5 separate regions of the Mus musculus genome follow, and regions 1, 3, 4 and 5 are each linked to region 2. The links are chromatin contacts, called in public HiCAR-type, HiChIP or PLAC-seq and promoter capture Hi-C maps. All regions are on one chromosome and are shown on one strand. The core of a region is the stretch at or near the end of the contact, and the rest is flanking DNA. Distances in the headings are between cores, read along the strand shown. Region 1 holds the start of Smpdl3a (sphingomyelin phosphodiesterase, acid-like 3A). Region 2 holds the start of Ranbp2 (RAN binding protein 2). Region 3 has its middle 39 kb from the start of Fabp7. Region 4 holds the start of Septin10 (septin 10). Region 5 holds the start of Pkib (protein kinase inhibitor beta, cAMP dependent, testis specific).

What was found. Promoter capture Hi-C pulls out the DNA fragments that hold promoters and counts their contacts. HiCAR-type assays count read pairs that join an accessible place to other places. HiChIP or PLAC-seq counts read pairs in DNA pulled down with a chosen protein or histone mark.
Region 1: an H3K4me3 HiChIP or PLAC-seq map of stem cell-derived neural progenitor cells shows a contact between it and region 2, with 5 times the contacts expected there. The contact joins the promoter of Smpdl3a here to the promoter of Ranbp2 in region 2. A contact is called at or near these places in 6 of 39 promoter capture datasets (cranial neural crest, hematopoietic stem and progenitor cells, liver and 3 more), 1 of 484 Hi-C or Micro-C datasets (cerebellum), 3 of 115 datasets of contacts at active chromatin or transcription factors (astrocytes, embryonic midbrain and stem cell-derived neural progenitor cells) and 1 of 9 other capture datasets (liver).
Region 3: a contact with region 2 is called in a HiCAR-type map of astrocytes, with 2.3 times the contacts expected there. The contact joins the enhancer-like site here to the promoter of Ranbp2 in region 2. A contact is called at or near these places in 5 of 39 promoter capture datasets (the 3T3-L1 cell line, cranial neural crest, frontonasal cranial neural crest and 2 more), 1 of 484 Hi-C or Micro-C datasets (Th1 cells) and 6 of 115 datasets of contacts at active chromatin or transcription factors (astrocytes, bone marrow-derived macrophages, differentiating embryonic stem cells and 3 more).
Region 4: a contact with region 2 is called in an HNF4G HiChIP or PLAC-seq map of pancreatic cancer cells. The contact joins the promoter of Septin10 here to the promoter of Ranbp2 in region 2. A contact is called at or near these places in 3 of 39 promoter capture datasets (liver, pre-B cells and trophoblast stem cells) and 4 of 115 datasets of contacts at active chromatin or transcription factors (extraembryonic endoderm stem cells, memory CD8 T cells, pancreatic cancer cells and 1 more).
Region 5: a contact with region 2 is called in a promoter capture Hi-C map of pre-B cells, with 3 times the contacts expected there. The contact joins the promoter of Pkib here to the promoter of Ranbp2 in region 2. A contact is called at or near these places in 1 of 39 promoter capture datasets (pre-B cells) and 1 of 115 datasets of contacts at active chromatin or transcription factors (large pre-B cells).

What each region holds. Positions count from the first base shown.
Region 1 is chr10:57,793,231-57,796,026 of GRCm38.p6, forward strand. It overlaps Smpdl3a (sphingomyelin phosphodiesterase, acid-like 3A), which reads left to right and starts at 1,314. Exons shown (of 8, transcript NM_020561.2): 1 at 1,314-1,554. The coding sequence starts at 1,452.
Region 2 is chr10:58,445,430-58,448,242 of GRCm38.p6, forward strand. It overlaps Ranbp2 (RAN binding protein 2), which reads left to right and starts at 1,423. Exons shown (of 29, transcript NM_011240.3): 1 at 1,423-1,622. The coding sequence starts at 1,551.
Region 3 is chr10:57,744,238-57,746,937 of GRCm38.p6, forward strand. No RefSeq gene overlaps it. Among named protein-coding and RNA genes, the nearest start is that of Fabp7, 39 kb to the right of the region's middle. Within about 2 kb of position 1,429, at least 58 of the 459 cell types and tissues checked have an H3K27ac peak or open chromatin away from gene starts, as enhancers often do. A contact at or near this core is called in Th1 cells, astrocytes, bone marrow-derived macrophages and 1 more, where this site is marked.
Region 4 is chr10:59,220,144-59,222,843 of GRCm38.p6, forward strand. Septin10 (septin 10) reads right to left here and starts at 1,357. Exons shown (of 10, transcript NM_001024911.3): 1 at 1,248-1,357. The coding sequence starts at 1,265. Sowahc (sosondowah ankyrin repeat domain family member C) reads left to right here and starts at 1,779. Exons shown (of 1, transcript NM_172939.3): 1 at 1,779-2,700. The coding sequence starts at 1,901.
Region 5 is chr10:57,630,619-57,633,407 of GRCm38.p6, forward strand. Pkib (protein kinase inhibitor beta, cAMP dependent, testis specific) reads left to right here and starts at 1,363. Exons shown (of 5, transcript NM_001039051.2): 1 at 1,363-1,589.

The DNA.
Region 1 (2,796 bases), core at 64-2,563, 650 kb before region 2:
AAACTTGGAGGAGTCTACCAGGATCTGAAAGGAAACTTAGTGTCCATTAAAAAAAATTTATTCACAAGATATAATGTCTAAATCATGCAGATATAAAACAAAGTTTTTTTCCTCTGATGGAAAATAAATATATTTGTAAAATATAATGGTAAAAGTACCTAAAGAAAATACAAAAATAATGTATCCTAAGCCAAATATGTGTGATCCTAGGCTAAGAACACAGATCCTGGTTTCTCTAAATGACTGTTTCAACATGGAATAGGTTACAGAAACTTACAGTTATAGAACAAAGAAAATAATAAATCAATACACTTACCAGATATGTTCCTATTACAAAGAATGTAAATCTAAGTAGGTAAACTATAAAGTTTCAATGTAGTATTCTTAATTCTATAGTTGGAGGATATTGAAAAACCATTTAAGCTTAGTGACAGAGATACTCTTTTAATCATGAAAATGGTATGCTAGATACACAAATTAAGGCATTTGAGTATTAAAGAGGCCATGGTATCCCAAGACAATGTGGGTGTCCACCTAAAACACCCATCTTCCCATAATAAGTACCTTGAACTCAGCTAAAGCATAGTATTTTGTCAGGACCTTTTAACACAGCACGGCTTCCTCAAGACGCCACAGCTCACATCTTTTATGAGGTCAGCATCTCTCAAAGGTTTGCTCTTCTCCAAAGACACCCTACGTTTTATAAATTAAAGTTGTTGGCTATATTATAAAGAGAGCGCATTCTCATAAATTCCTAGAGAGAGAACAAAGAATACATATTACACACAGTCTGTGGGTTTTGGTGTCTTTGCCAATACTTATAAAACTTTTGGAATAGAAAAATCAACAGTCTCTATTTGTATTTACCAGGTAGGTTGCATGAGGACGTGCTTAACTCAGTTGTGGAAAGGAAAACGTTCAGCCTGGTGAACCTGGGACATAGTTTGCCGACTCCACCTATCTATCACCTTGGAGTACTATGAAGCCACACATGGCCAGCCCAGCTAATCTGTTCATTTATCAGCGGTGGCCTGAGGCTTGGGAGTTTACATTTCTGTCATAAATCCCAGGTAGCGAAACCATTGAGGAAATCCAAACCCATTCTTGTACTCGTTTGTCTTAACTATGATTCAGGGTTCTCCTGCCTTTTCAAGTACCTCTGCTAAATGGCCCTGTCAGGTAGGCGCTCCTGGGGTTCAGGGAAGGAAACAATACGGGGTTGGAGCAAGAACATTGTTTCCCATTGACCTAAGAAATTAAGGAAGCATATTAAAATAAAGGAGTCCAGAAGGTCAGAAGAACTCGTGCTCAGGGGAATCTAATATTACACGTGATCTGCTTGCTGGGCGTCAACACAAGGAAAGGCTCTGGCTTCCTCTCCACCCCTAGGGCCTGCGGGTCTCAGCGGCGCCCAAGCTCCAGTCTAGCGTCCTGGGGCAGTGGCCTCCACCATGGCGTTGCTGGGCAACTTCCTTTGCTGCCTACTGGTTGCCTGGCTCTGCGGCCCGGGGCTCGGGGTGCCCCTGGCGCCGGCGGATCGCGCCCCAGCTGTGGGTGAGTGGACCGATCGGGACTGCACAGGACGGTGGAGGGGGTCGGCGAAGTCATGAAGGTGCCGGGTGCGTAGGCAGCGGGGCACAGGACGCCGCCACACTGGTCACTGTGGCCAAAGGCCAGACAGCAAGGTCACTGGGTCTGAGTCATGGTGGGGGCGCCCCGTGGGCGCCAGTATGGAGCCGAGCCGCCTGCTGGGCGTTTGTTTACATCCCGGGTCTGGGTGGTTTAGTTCCCAGGGGAGGAAAGTCTGAAGCTGTTGTCTGGTGGGAAATGCCGCTCAGAATTGGCTGTGGGCATTCCCGGAGTCACCTAGTCTGCCCAGAGCAGAGGAGGACCTACAGGGTCCCTACACCTGGATGTAGCTTCAGTCCTATTCTGTTCTGCTCAGTGACGTCGGAGCCTAATTCTGCCTCTTCAGGTCTCCGAGGCGTCTGGTCTCTTTCGTTCTTAACATAAAACCCCTGAGCCCTTCCGCAGCCCTTGGTGCACTTGGGGTCTTGCGTTTGTGGTGTGTTCTGTTTACCGGGAGCCTATTACTCTGTTTCTGCAATCTTGGCCTGCCCTGCCCTGCCCTGCCCCCTCAGTCTCCTTCCACCCAGCAGTAGCAGCTGCCAAACTTGGTGGGAAAAAAAAAAATCGGTAAGTTAAGCCCCACTCCAAAATTACTGGATCCAGACCGGTGGGAATGGATTCCTGGGCACAGTTTAACACTCTTCATCCCTCTCAAATTAGAAAATCCCCGTCCAGACTGAATGTTTAGTAAGACTGTAGGTTGCCTTCTGGGTTTTAAAACTTAAGGTGACGCTCCCCTCCCCCATCTCCCTAGCTCCGTTTAAAAATAATTGCTCTAGTTGGGGGGTTTGTTTTGATTTGCAGAGAGAGCTATCCTTGAGACTTTCACCTGTGCTCAGAACTGAAACTCTCCTGCTGTCTGCCTCCTCTCCATGCCTGCCTCTGATCTGCACAGGACTTCCCTGAATGGGGTCCAGGGAATCCCTTCTCCTTGCTTATGAGTGAAGTACACCTGACTTAGCTGTCAAGCTTTTGCAAGCCACAGCTGTATGTCCGGTTTGTCAACTCTGGCAAATAACACCTGTAACAGAAATAGCCCCCAGAATGTGTACATATGTGGCTGCCTCGTGTTTTTATATTGCTGGAATTGTGCTATTTTAAATTTGTGACTGCTCCGGATTTTGACCTGGAAATGTCTCAGGCTGCACCACAGGTAAATTCGCCTTT
Region 2 (2,813 bases), core at 173-2,672:
TTAATCTATAGTTTACAGAATGTTAGTTCTGACACAGAGGTGAGCAAGATGCTGTTCTGGGACTAACCTAGTCCAAGGTAAGTGTATGCAAGGGCAAGGGGCACAGTAAAGAGACTGAAACGGCCACTCTTTGGGTAGACAAGGTAAAGTTTATTCCAAACAACAAAGGTTGTCTCTCTCAGGAAAAGCTGAGAGAAGGGAGATGGGGGAATATGTATCTGGGGAGGAGGGAAGCAAAGAGCCAGGATGCTGGCAAGGGGGCTTTGAATTGTATAACAAGTACTTGTAAGTATGGACTGGGGAGCCTGGGGGCTAGCGCAGAGCTGTAAATCCATTTCTGCCAGAGGTAAGGGAAATTACTCCTTTGGTAGATAGGAAACAGTTTCACAAGTTACTAAGGAATGCAGGCTTTTCCTAACCACTAGAAATCCTCCACAGTCCAGACTGAGTCTAAGTTAGATCCAATTTTGGAGTCAGTGGCATTTTTGGGGGATGGGTGGGGTACCCTTTGTATCTGACAATAAGGTATTTAACATCTGGAACTGCACCACTCTAACCTCTCCACTGCGGTTTTGATCAGTCTTTGCAGACAAAGGTTCTTTTCAGCAGTTGTCGTTTACGACAGTTTATTCACAATCTTGAGACTATTACTTAAAACTTTGTGTGTGTGTGTGTGTGTGTGTGTACATGAGGACGTGTGTGTGTGGGTTCTACGGGGGTCAGAACCCGGATTTAGATAGATGCCCTGGAACCGGCTGCTGAGAACTGAACTTCGGTCCTTCAGAGGACCAACAAGCACTCTTAACTGCGGAGCCATCTCTCTAGCACGAAGAGATTATTACTTTTAATATTCTAATATAATCTGTTCTGCTCATTGTTAAGTCACAAAACAGGCCCCTGAAGGCAATTGTTGCTGACAGCGTCCTAACGGCCGCCTCGATTCTTACCCAAACAGAAACCTAAAGTCATCATTTCTTAAAACCTCGTGAAGCCTGTTTCTGTTTGCCAGGAAAGCCACCACTTCCTCCTCTGCCCCTAACCGTCAACTACCCCGTGAGGTGCATCTCATCACGTAACGCTAATATTTCCACTCCGATTTATCTAAGCATAAAGACACTGTTCAACCAATATTAACCTTTATTCTGCTGAAACCGGAGGCAATGACGACGTTTGTCTCTTTAGAAGGAAATCAAGTGTTGACCAGATGCAGCACCCGAAAAGGTCGGATTTATTAGGGCACTGCCATTTTAGGTCCGCTTTGTGACGTAGCACCAGTGAAATCTATAAAGCCTTTCCCGGGGAAAGGGAGTTCGTCTCGATCGTTTGCGAAACGGTCACGTGGTCTGGAGCGCGGGCGTGGCGGGGTGACAGCGAGCAGGCGCTCCAGGCCGCAGCGCGGCGCACAGTGATGACGCGCGCCGCACGCCCTGTGCCCATCCGTTCGCGACGGAGCTGCGTCACCGGTGTTCGGCGCTCACCTCCTGGAGCCCGCAGTCGCTGTAGGCCCCAGGGCTGGTCTGCCGCTCCTGGGGAGCCTGGTCCGCGGCGCGATGAGGCGTAGCAAGGCCGACGTGGAGCGGTACATCGCCTCGGTGCAGGGCTCCGCCCCGTCGCCCCGAGAGGTAAGCGGGTCTGGTCCGGTGGCGGTGGCGCCGGTGTCATGGCTCCCGGCGGCCTCGGCTCCCCGCTGGAGTGGAGGCGGTCGCGGGCGGCGTGGCGCTGCTGAGCACCGGAGGCGTGGGGACTGCGGCCGCCAGCGTTTCCTCTTCATGGCTATCCGCGGGCCCACTCGGGCCTGGCTTCTTCGGCCTCCGCTCCGTAGGCCGTCGTGGGGCGCTCTGCGGGGTTCGCCCGCCCGCCCGCCCGGCGTCGTCGGTCTCCCGGATAGCTAGGCCCTGTCACGGCTGCCGTGTCTCGGGGGGAGGCTGACACCGCGCGGCGGTGGGCTTGCACGGTTGTGTGGGTGGCTCCACGGACGAAGCAGGGCGGGAAGGAAGGGCGCGTCAGCATAAACGACACGGAAGGCCCATAATTTAAGTCTTCTAGTGCTGTGCCCCGCTTCCCCAAACCCCTTTTGGAGGCTGCTAGTCGGAATTCCTTCTAGGCGGTAGTTGCAATACCTTAACATTTCTAACGTTATTTCGCAACGTGTTTTGTGTGTGTGTGTGTGTGTGTGTGTGTTTAAGATCATTAACGTTGTGTTTATTTTGGGTTCTTAAAGAGTGTTGGCCGGTGGAGAGAGATGTACAGAGGCTCTACAGTCAGTTATTTTTTGGGCGGGGGAGGGGTGTGTTGAACAATCAAGTTCTACCATTGGTAAACTAACTTGGTACAGTATAGACTCTTCATCAGTAAACGGCATTTTGACCTTGTTAGTGTTATTTAGTGTTACCGAGGATGATTCGTGTTAACATTTAGGGCAGACTTTGAGATACAAAGAGTCAGAGGGCTTCAATTTTTGTTTACAAACGCCCAATTCAGTTGTGTATATATATATATATATATATATATATATATATATATATTTTACATTCTGTCTCTGAGGGTTTTATGGTCATCTATATAAACCAAAGTTCATGAACATACAAGTCAAATGGCATAATTTTTGTTGTTGTTGTTGTTGTTACTTAAAGTCTCTTCTTTAGATGGCTTCTGCAGGTTAAATAATCCAGTCCAGCAAATCTACAACCCCTCCCCCAAAGCGATTTTAAAAGTCTCAAGTTCATTTAGTGCTGGTATGCCCAAAGTGGGAAATTTTACACCCAGTTTCCTCTGATGGATCAAAATCAGAATGCCATGGTACAAGAGTTATA
Region 3 (2,700 bases), core at 179-2,678, 700 kb before region 2:
TTTATTCTTGCCTTAGTGCAGAATATCTTCTATCAGAGCACAGCCTCCTTAGTGAGAAAATGGGACTCTTAAAAGAAAGGACATGAGGTTAACTGATTTGCCTGGTCTTCCCAGGGTGGGGGTGGAGGAGATAGCTATTTTCTCACTGTGTGCTGTGTGGGAACGTTGAATGTACAAAGAGGATGCTGGCCAAGAAGTCTTGGCAAGGAACTGTTGGGGACTAAAGGCACTGAGTATAGCTGCTGGTACCACTGGAGTATTTTCCCTAGAGAGGACACATGCAAGTGATAGCATGAGAAGAACATAATGTCTAACACTAAGCATTAACTATTATCCTAAGTGCTTCATACATAATTAGTTCTGACTATAGCCCTATGCATGAGAGCACATGGCCCAAAATGGCTACCCAAGATGAGCCCAGTAAGAGGCAAAGACAGGTTTTAAAGCAAGGCAGGCTGGCTTCAGAAATGGAACTTTCAAACTGTGGACTTCTTTTTTGTTTTATGGTTTAAGAGTTTATTATAGAAATGCAGGGGAAAGAGAGAAGAGAGAGAAAGGGGGAGGGGAGAGAGGAGAGGAGAAGACAAAGAGAAAGGAGAGGGGAGAGAGAAGTGAGAAAAGTGAGAGATAAAGGAATATAGGAGTAAGAGAGCCAAACTGTGGACTTCTATCATCTCCCCAGATAGCAAGAGACACTTCCATAATAGTTCTCTGATGTACACATATCATTCTGAGAGCTTTATTCACATGGGTCCTTATAAGTCATATACTCCCGTGGTATGGTACTACTATTGTCCCTGTTTTGCACCAGGAGAAACTGAGGCACAAATGAGTTAAAAGGTTAAGGTGATTATTGACGGTGAGGATGTGTTTAAAGGCAAGAATGCTTTTTATTGGGCTGGAGAGATGGCTCAGCAGGTAAGAGTACTGACTGCTCTTCTGAAGGTCCTGAGTTCAAATCCCAGAAACCACATACATGCACATGGTGGCTTACAACCATCCGTAATGAGATTTGACGCCCTCTTCTGGTGTGTCTGAAGACAGTTACAGTGTGCTTAATCATAATAATTAAATCTTTTTTTTTAAAGAAAAAGAATGCTTTTTATTTATAACAAAGTCCTTTTGAAGTTACAGAGCAGATGCAGAATTCAGTGTGGATTCCTCCGCCCCGGGGTTTCTTTTGCTTCTGTTTATGCCTCCCCTCCAGGTTCTCATGAGCTATACCATCTCTTTCTAAGGTACTGCTATAATCATTGAATGAATAATTTTTGTTCTTGGTGCCTATTAGCTGGGATTTAAGTACACACACAAGGTCACTAAACATGTAGAGAAAACAAGACACAACTTATTTCACTTCCTCTGCACTGAGGGCCACACCCTGTAATAATTCTGCTTTTACTACTTTTACAAAAGGTTGCAGGGTCATGACACATGTCTGCTTGCTTCCTGTTACCAGCCAGTCTTTGCTAGTATTCTCTGTTAACACAGACAGGCTGTCTGTAGGTCTCTGGAGCAGGTGTTCACCTCCCAGTGATAATTAACAAGTACACAGTCTCACTCCTCAGACCAGAACATCTCTGTCTCAAGAAAATGGAAGTTTATGAAATGGACCAGGAGGTAGTGAGGCAATGATTACTCCATGATGATCAGAGACTGGGGGGATGAACTGATCAGTTAACTCTGCCTATTAGCAGAAAATGAGGCTCAGCGGCTGGGTTATTCCATCACTAAATCCAAAAGAGGGAGAAAGAATACTTTGCTTCTTTGCAGGTACTCTTTTATTACACATTCCTAGAGTTTCAGTTTTCTTAAACTGAAGTTATAGGAAAGCTAACAACCTAGACTTGATAGTCTTTGAATTTGGGGATTTATTTTTGAGATATTTTAAAAGAATAAAACTCTGGCAATAATGGCCTGTTCACTCTTGCAAACAAATTTATATTTTATTTTCCCTGAACTACTTATTTTGTTTTTTTCTAGTTTGAGAGGAGACAGATGGGGCATATTGCATGTGATCTCCAGAAAAGTACACTCAAACTTGGTGACTTTGTTTCTCAGCATTGACTGAAGGTATTATTAGCAAGTTCTTCAATGCTCATGCATGACAGCTTAATTCTACACGAGTGTGCTGAGTCCTCAGTCCTTACTACCTCTCCAAGATATGGAAACATTTAGTTCCATTCTGATGCCTGCCTAACTTTCCTAGGTTGCGTACATGTTACACTGTGTTGCCTTGGTGATAAGCCCTCCTATTTCAGTGAGTTGAACTCATAAGAACTTCCTTCCTTGTGGAAAAAAGCTTCCTGTGCCCCTTCATTGCACCCCATTCCTGTTCCGGATGGCTCTGGAGTTCTCATAGAGCTATTAGGTCTTCAGTGGCCAGAGAGGGTGAAAAGAGGGCCCCCTCTATGGCTGCCTCTCTGAGTGCTCCTACAAAGCTTCTGCTGTCTCCTCCGTTCAGGATCAGCCAAATGATGAGCAGCAGCATCAGTGTGGGTCACATGACAGAGTAAGCTGTGATAAGTGAAGGCTACAAATGAGGCAATGGAGTGAACTCACAGAGGAAGGCTGAACTCAAAAGGAATGGCAAGTATTTCAGATGAGAGGTGCCGAGTGGCGACCAGAATTGCATAGGTGGATTGTTGAGTTTCACATTGTGGTACACACAGAGAAAAGCAAGGTTCAACATTGAAAATGAGG
Region 4 (2,700 bases), core at 107-2,606, 770 kb after region 2:
GTGACAGATGTGAATGCAGTTACTGTGTCCAATGTATATTTCAGGGGGAAGAGACCTATAAGTTGTATTAGTGTGGATATATCTAACAAGAAATCAAAGTTTCATCATGCTAAAGAATTAGAAGGTACTGATAAATCACTAAATGGATGATAATACTTTTTTATGAGAATAGGTTTACTGGACAGCCATTAAGGTTCGAATAGCTTAGGTACTATGATTTTTTTTTCATGTCAATGATCACGAACCAACTTCACACAGAAATTATAGCATTTATCTATTTCTCATTATTTTTATTTTAGTCTATTGAAATAAGTTCTACAACTAAAATGCAACATAGGAAGATAATAATAAGAGTCACTTGTTTCAGGTAAGTAGAAAGTTATTTGGGAAATGTTGCTTGAGATTAAGAATCCGACAAAAATACTACCAATGCCAAAGGATTCAATAGAGTTAGTTAAGAGGATTACTTTCATTAATATTGGATAAGGGAAATATTAGAGTTTCTTAAAGTAGAGAAAAATAATTTACTGCGTGCAGCTGTTAGGGAAGTAGAAATAGAATCTATTCTACCCCCTGCGACAACTGGAAGATTCCACATACAATCTTAAAATGATGGGAACAAAAGCAAGATTACAAGAGATTGGTATTATGAAAACAGTATGACCTCTCGGATAACTATGGCTTATATCCTATATCAACTAAGATAAGTTTTTCAAGTTATTTGAACCGCACAAAACATTGGATCGGTCAAGTGGTTTGTTTGTTTTTTTTTTGTTGTTTTTTTTTTTTTTCATTACAAGGGGACGGGAAAGCCAAACAAAACCGCCAAGCATTACAGTAAACCCGCGAGCTTTGGAAAATCTAAGGAAGCCGACTTTCCGGTCAGTAGCCATGTACGTGTACACAATTGCACAAAATCAGGCGGATTCCAAGGCCTGATTTAAGTCGGGGAAAAGGAAAAAAAAAACCGTTACAAAGTGATAGGCATCGATCATCATCCTGGATTTCATTTACACCACCCCGCTTTGGCCAGGACCAGGAAGCCTGGAAAATGTAACTTTTCCCCAACATGCAGTCGCTCGCCAGAGCTCTTCAGCCCTCGCCCTGGGGCAACAGGGAGCCCCCTCTCCACGACACGCGGAGTCCCGGAGCCGCACGGTCACAATCTCGCTGGCCCAGAGGCGACCGGGCGGGGCGGGGCGGGGGCTCGGGGAACCCAAGGGCGCGGGGCTCACCAGCTGCTGTACCTCGTCGCATGAGGCCATAGCCCTGGTGGGACGTAGGGAAACGGTGGTCTCAGGCTGGACGCAAACACAGGTCCCGGGCCGCTTCAGAGAGAGACCCGCTGGGCGTAACTGGCGGGACAAGGGGCGTGCCCGGCGCCCCGCAGCCGTTAATGGGCGGGGCGGCCTCTGCTGAGAGGCTGGGGCGGGGCCGAGGCGGAGGGCTGCGGGAACGCGCCAGGGACTACCAGGGTTTCCCGCGCTCGGGGCGAGCTTCTCCCGGGTGTGCCCCACCGGGCGTTTTGACGAAAAGCCAAGTGTGTGGGGAGGGTGAGTGGAAACGTGAGCCTCGGAGGCCAAGCTCTGGGTCCCTCGCCTCCCGCCACTGGCGGAAACAGTGGCTGCGAGCCCGCGCGGAGCCCGGAAGTGGGCGGGGCCTCGGGCCGGGGACTGTCGCCGAGATTGAGTCCCGAGCGGAAGTGGGTGTGGCGGGGCGTGTCCACTGGGACGCGGCCCCAGTGAGGCGGTGTCAGCGCTCGCGGGACTCGAGACTCTTCAAAGCTGGGATCGCGCGTGCTGCCAGCCACTGAGACCCAAGCCGCTCTCCGGGTCCTCCAGGCGTCCGGCCATGGTGTCTGGCTGAGCGCTCCTGGGGCTGAGAAGCTGAGCCGCGGTGAATGGAGGGGTCACTGGAGCTGAGCTCGGAGGCGATCCTGCGCTTCCTCGCCGAGCGTGGGGGCCGGGCGGGACACTCGGAATTGGTGCAACACTTCAGGGACGTCCTGGGTGGCCAGCGCGAACAGCGCACCCGCGCCCGCGAGCGCTTCAAGGAACTGGTCAATGCCGTGGCCACCGTGCGCACCGATCCCGCGGATGGTACCAAGTATGTGCATCTCAAGAAAAGGTTCTGTACGGGGGATTCCCCCCCGCTTGAGGCCAAGCTCCCCCGAGAGCCCCCGCGTATCGAGGTGACTGAGGAGCCTCAAGTCCCGGACCTTGCAGCGGAGCCTTGCGAGGGCAGCCAGCTCCAGGAGGCAAATCCACAGTTGTCTCTCGGACTGGGTGGCGAAGTGAGCGACCAAGAGCCTCCAGCCCCTGCTCAAGGTGGGGCCCAAGGTAAGGACTCGCCACCACAGGAGGTCGAGGCCGTGTCCTGGGCGTCGGGTCCCGGGTCCAGCGAGAACCTTAAACTCCCTCCACAGGGGGAGGCTGAAGGGGGCAGTTCCCCTAGTGGGCCAAACACACCCAGGTCGGCCCGTCAGAACTTTCGGGACCTGGTGTTGGGCAGCTCCCCGCAACTAAAGAGGAGCGTGGGTCCTGGGGACGGTAACGCTGGAGGTCGCAGCAGAGGAGGGGGCGACTCCGATACCGCATCGTTAGCTTCTTCGTCCGCAGAAGAGGAGAGCAGCGTCGGGGCCTCGGTTACCCTGGATCCCCTGGATCACGCCTGGATGCTCTCAGCTTCCGAGGGCAAGTG
Region 5 (2,789 bases), core at 113-2,612, 810 kb before region 2:
GAAGGTAAAAAGACCTGAGTTTTAAAATCAGCTTGGTTAAAAATGAGATTAGCTTTTAGTTTGTGTTTACGTGTGTTTTTCCTGCAAGTATACTTATGTTATCACATGCAAGCAGTACCTGTGGAGACCAGAAGGGGGTGACAAAACCTTTAGAACTGGAGCTTCATCCAGTTGCCAGGTGCAATATGGGAGCTGGGAACACAGTGCTGGTTCTCTGTGAGAGCAACAAGAACTCTTTACCATGGAATCATCTCCTTAGCCCTCTCTTAAAATTTTAAATCACATTTATACATGTGTACTGGTGAATGCATGCATGTGTGTGAGGCGTGTGTGTAATCAGAGCTCAGTTTATGGGAGCCAGTTTTCTCCTTCCACTATCCAGGTATGGGAAATCAAACCCAACTCATCAGGTTTGGCAGTGAGCACCTTAACCCGCTGGGGCATCTCACAGGCCAGGGTTTGGATTTCCCCGTTTCACCTTATGCAACTGACCTCACTTTGTTGGAGTTGAGTCTATTATCTGCAAGTAGAGAGTTATTACCACACGGCGCAGTTACAAATAGTCAATAATTCAAGGAGTCTAACCATCATACACTTTGTAGACACTTCCAATGGGGACTTTTCCCTGATTATATTTTAATATGTCAGTCTTTCTATAAGCAGGCCAAATGGGGCTGGTCAATGGGAAGTATCTGGGTATCCCAGACCTGGACTTCCTGGAAGCCAGATGCAGGATAATTGAGCAGCCCATAATAAAGACTTGGAATTCTGGTGACTCTCAGAGGCCACTGGGACTTCCAGCAAAAGTCACCTCCTCCAGAATCAGAGTCTTTTTTGTTAGCAGCAACTTCTTCCATTTCCTACATCTTTTAAAGGACATAAGGACAGCTTAACAGTAAGAACTTTGTTTTCTTTAGTGAGAGTCTAAAAGTGACGCCTGATACACATTGATGTCTGCTTTTTATTGCACAAAAATAAAAAAAGAAAGAAAGAGAAGAGAAGAGAAGAGAAGAGAAGAGAAGAGAAGAGAAGAGAAGTGTTCTTTATGGCGTGAGACTCCAATGTGCTAAAAGAATCTGTAAATAAACGCGAACACCCAGATTCCAGGTGCAACAGAGCTAGTTTCTCCAAACATCCCTTGTTAGATAAAGTGCAACCTCCTGATACCAGGAGCCTAAGTCCTGTAAATAAGAGGGAAGGATAGCAGCATCCAGACAGACAGACAGACAGCAGCGGAGGTGTGTAATTTCAAGGGAACTGACTCTGTCTTCGGTGAACATGCACAGAGGCTGTCCCCTTAGGACACCTGGAGCAGGAACTACTGTTGCGTTTGTCCCCTGGGGCTCAGCGGTGGCAGGTTCTGCTTAACTGGGCAGGTCCTGTGGAGCCTAGCTCAGCTCGCGGGGGCGGGACCGAGCGGCTCCCTCCGCCCCACACATTGCTGCCACCAGCTCAGCCCAGCCGCATCCCAGAGCAGAGGCGGCTGCAAGCTCCAGCCGCGTCGCAGCTCCGTGCCGCAGAGAGGCCGGCAGCAGGCGCCACCGTGAGGGACCTGGCCCGGCGCCGCCCGCATCTCTTGCGCGCAGCTGGTAAGTACCGGCGAGCAGGTGTCACTAGAGAGGGGATGGAGGGAAAGGGCTCGGGGAGTTGGGGAGACCGAGTGAGGGGAAAATGTAAGCTCAACTTTGCTATTTTATGCCTGGTCTGCACATGCCCAGGGGGATTTCAGAGCAGATCCCATCCTTCCACCTGGAGCTGGGGGACTGTCGGAGTGAAAGCTGGTGCTCCTGGGAGGTTTGCTCATTGGCTTATGCTCGCTGGCCACTGAGAGTGGACTCAGGGGACCTCTGATTATAAGTTGCTGAGCCTTTCTCTGCTCACGCCATCAACGCCACATCATTTTCTTCCGGCCTCGTTTTTCTATCAGTAGAGGTCTGAGTTCCAACCCGCTTCAAGCGTCCAGAACTGTGGCTTTAGCCAAGAGACTTCACCTTACCGGTTTCCCCCCATTCCTTGATAAAGTATGCCTGCTAGGAAACCAGCGACCTCAGGGGTGCCCCGCAGCCATATCAGACTCTGCTTGCTGCGAGGACCCTCGCTGATAAAGGAAGAGGGACTCAAGTGCCAGATGGTCCCACAGACTGAAAGGCAGAAGGCATCCCAGTCCAGGTTGCTCTTGGCTACAGTTACTGCAGCCTTTTGTGGGTTCCTGAAGGTTTGGAGGGTTTCTGTAAAGGGTGACCAGGTCTCATGGACATCTCAGACCCCACAACTCAATTCCCTTCTTTAGTCAAGCTGAGATGACAGTGGCATTCCATCTTCTCAAAGATAATATCAGAAAGCACTCCTGACTCAGGGAAGCTCCCTGAAGAGCAGGTGCTGAGCCCAAGGGAAGCCATTAAAGCAAACAACAGGGTTAGCAGCTGGACCCTAGCAGACCAGCAGGTGGATACTGGACACTGATGACCACTTAGAGGCATGTTCAGCTGCGAAAGACAAACCAGAACGAGGCACTCTTACCTGTGATTGGATACCGGAAAAAGTAATGGGTTAGACTGACTCTTACGGGTTGTTTTGCTCTTTGTACAGTAACCTTTAAACATCCATCTATCCACTTCACACGATGTCTTTTTCCCCCTTAATGACACGTTAAAAATTTTCCTTGAATTTAATATATTTAATATTCAGAGGCTCAGAGTTTGGCTTATTAAAATGAAAATTAAAATGTGGTGACCTCAACTCTCTGATGCCAAAGATTGCACCTCCAAAACGCTGTACCCTGTGACTCC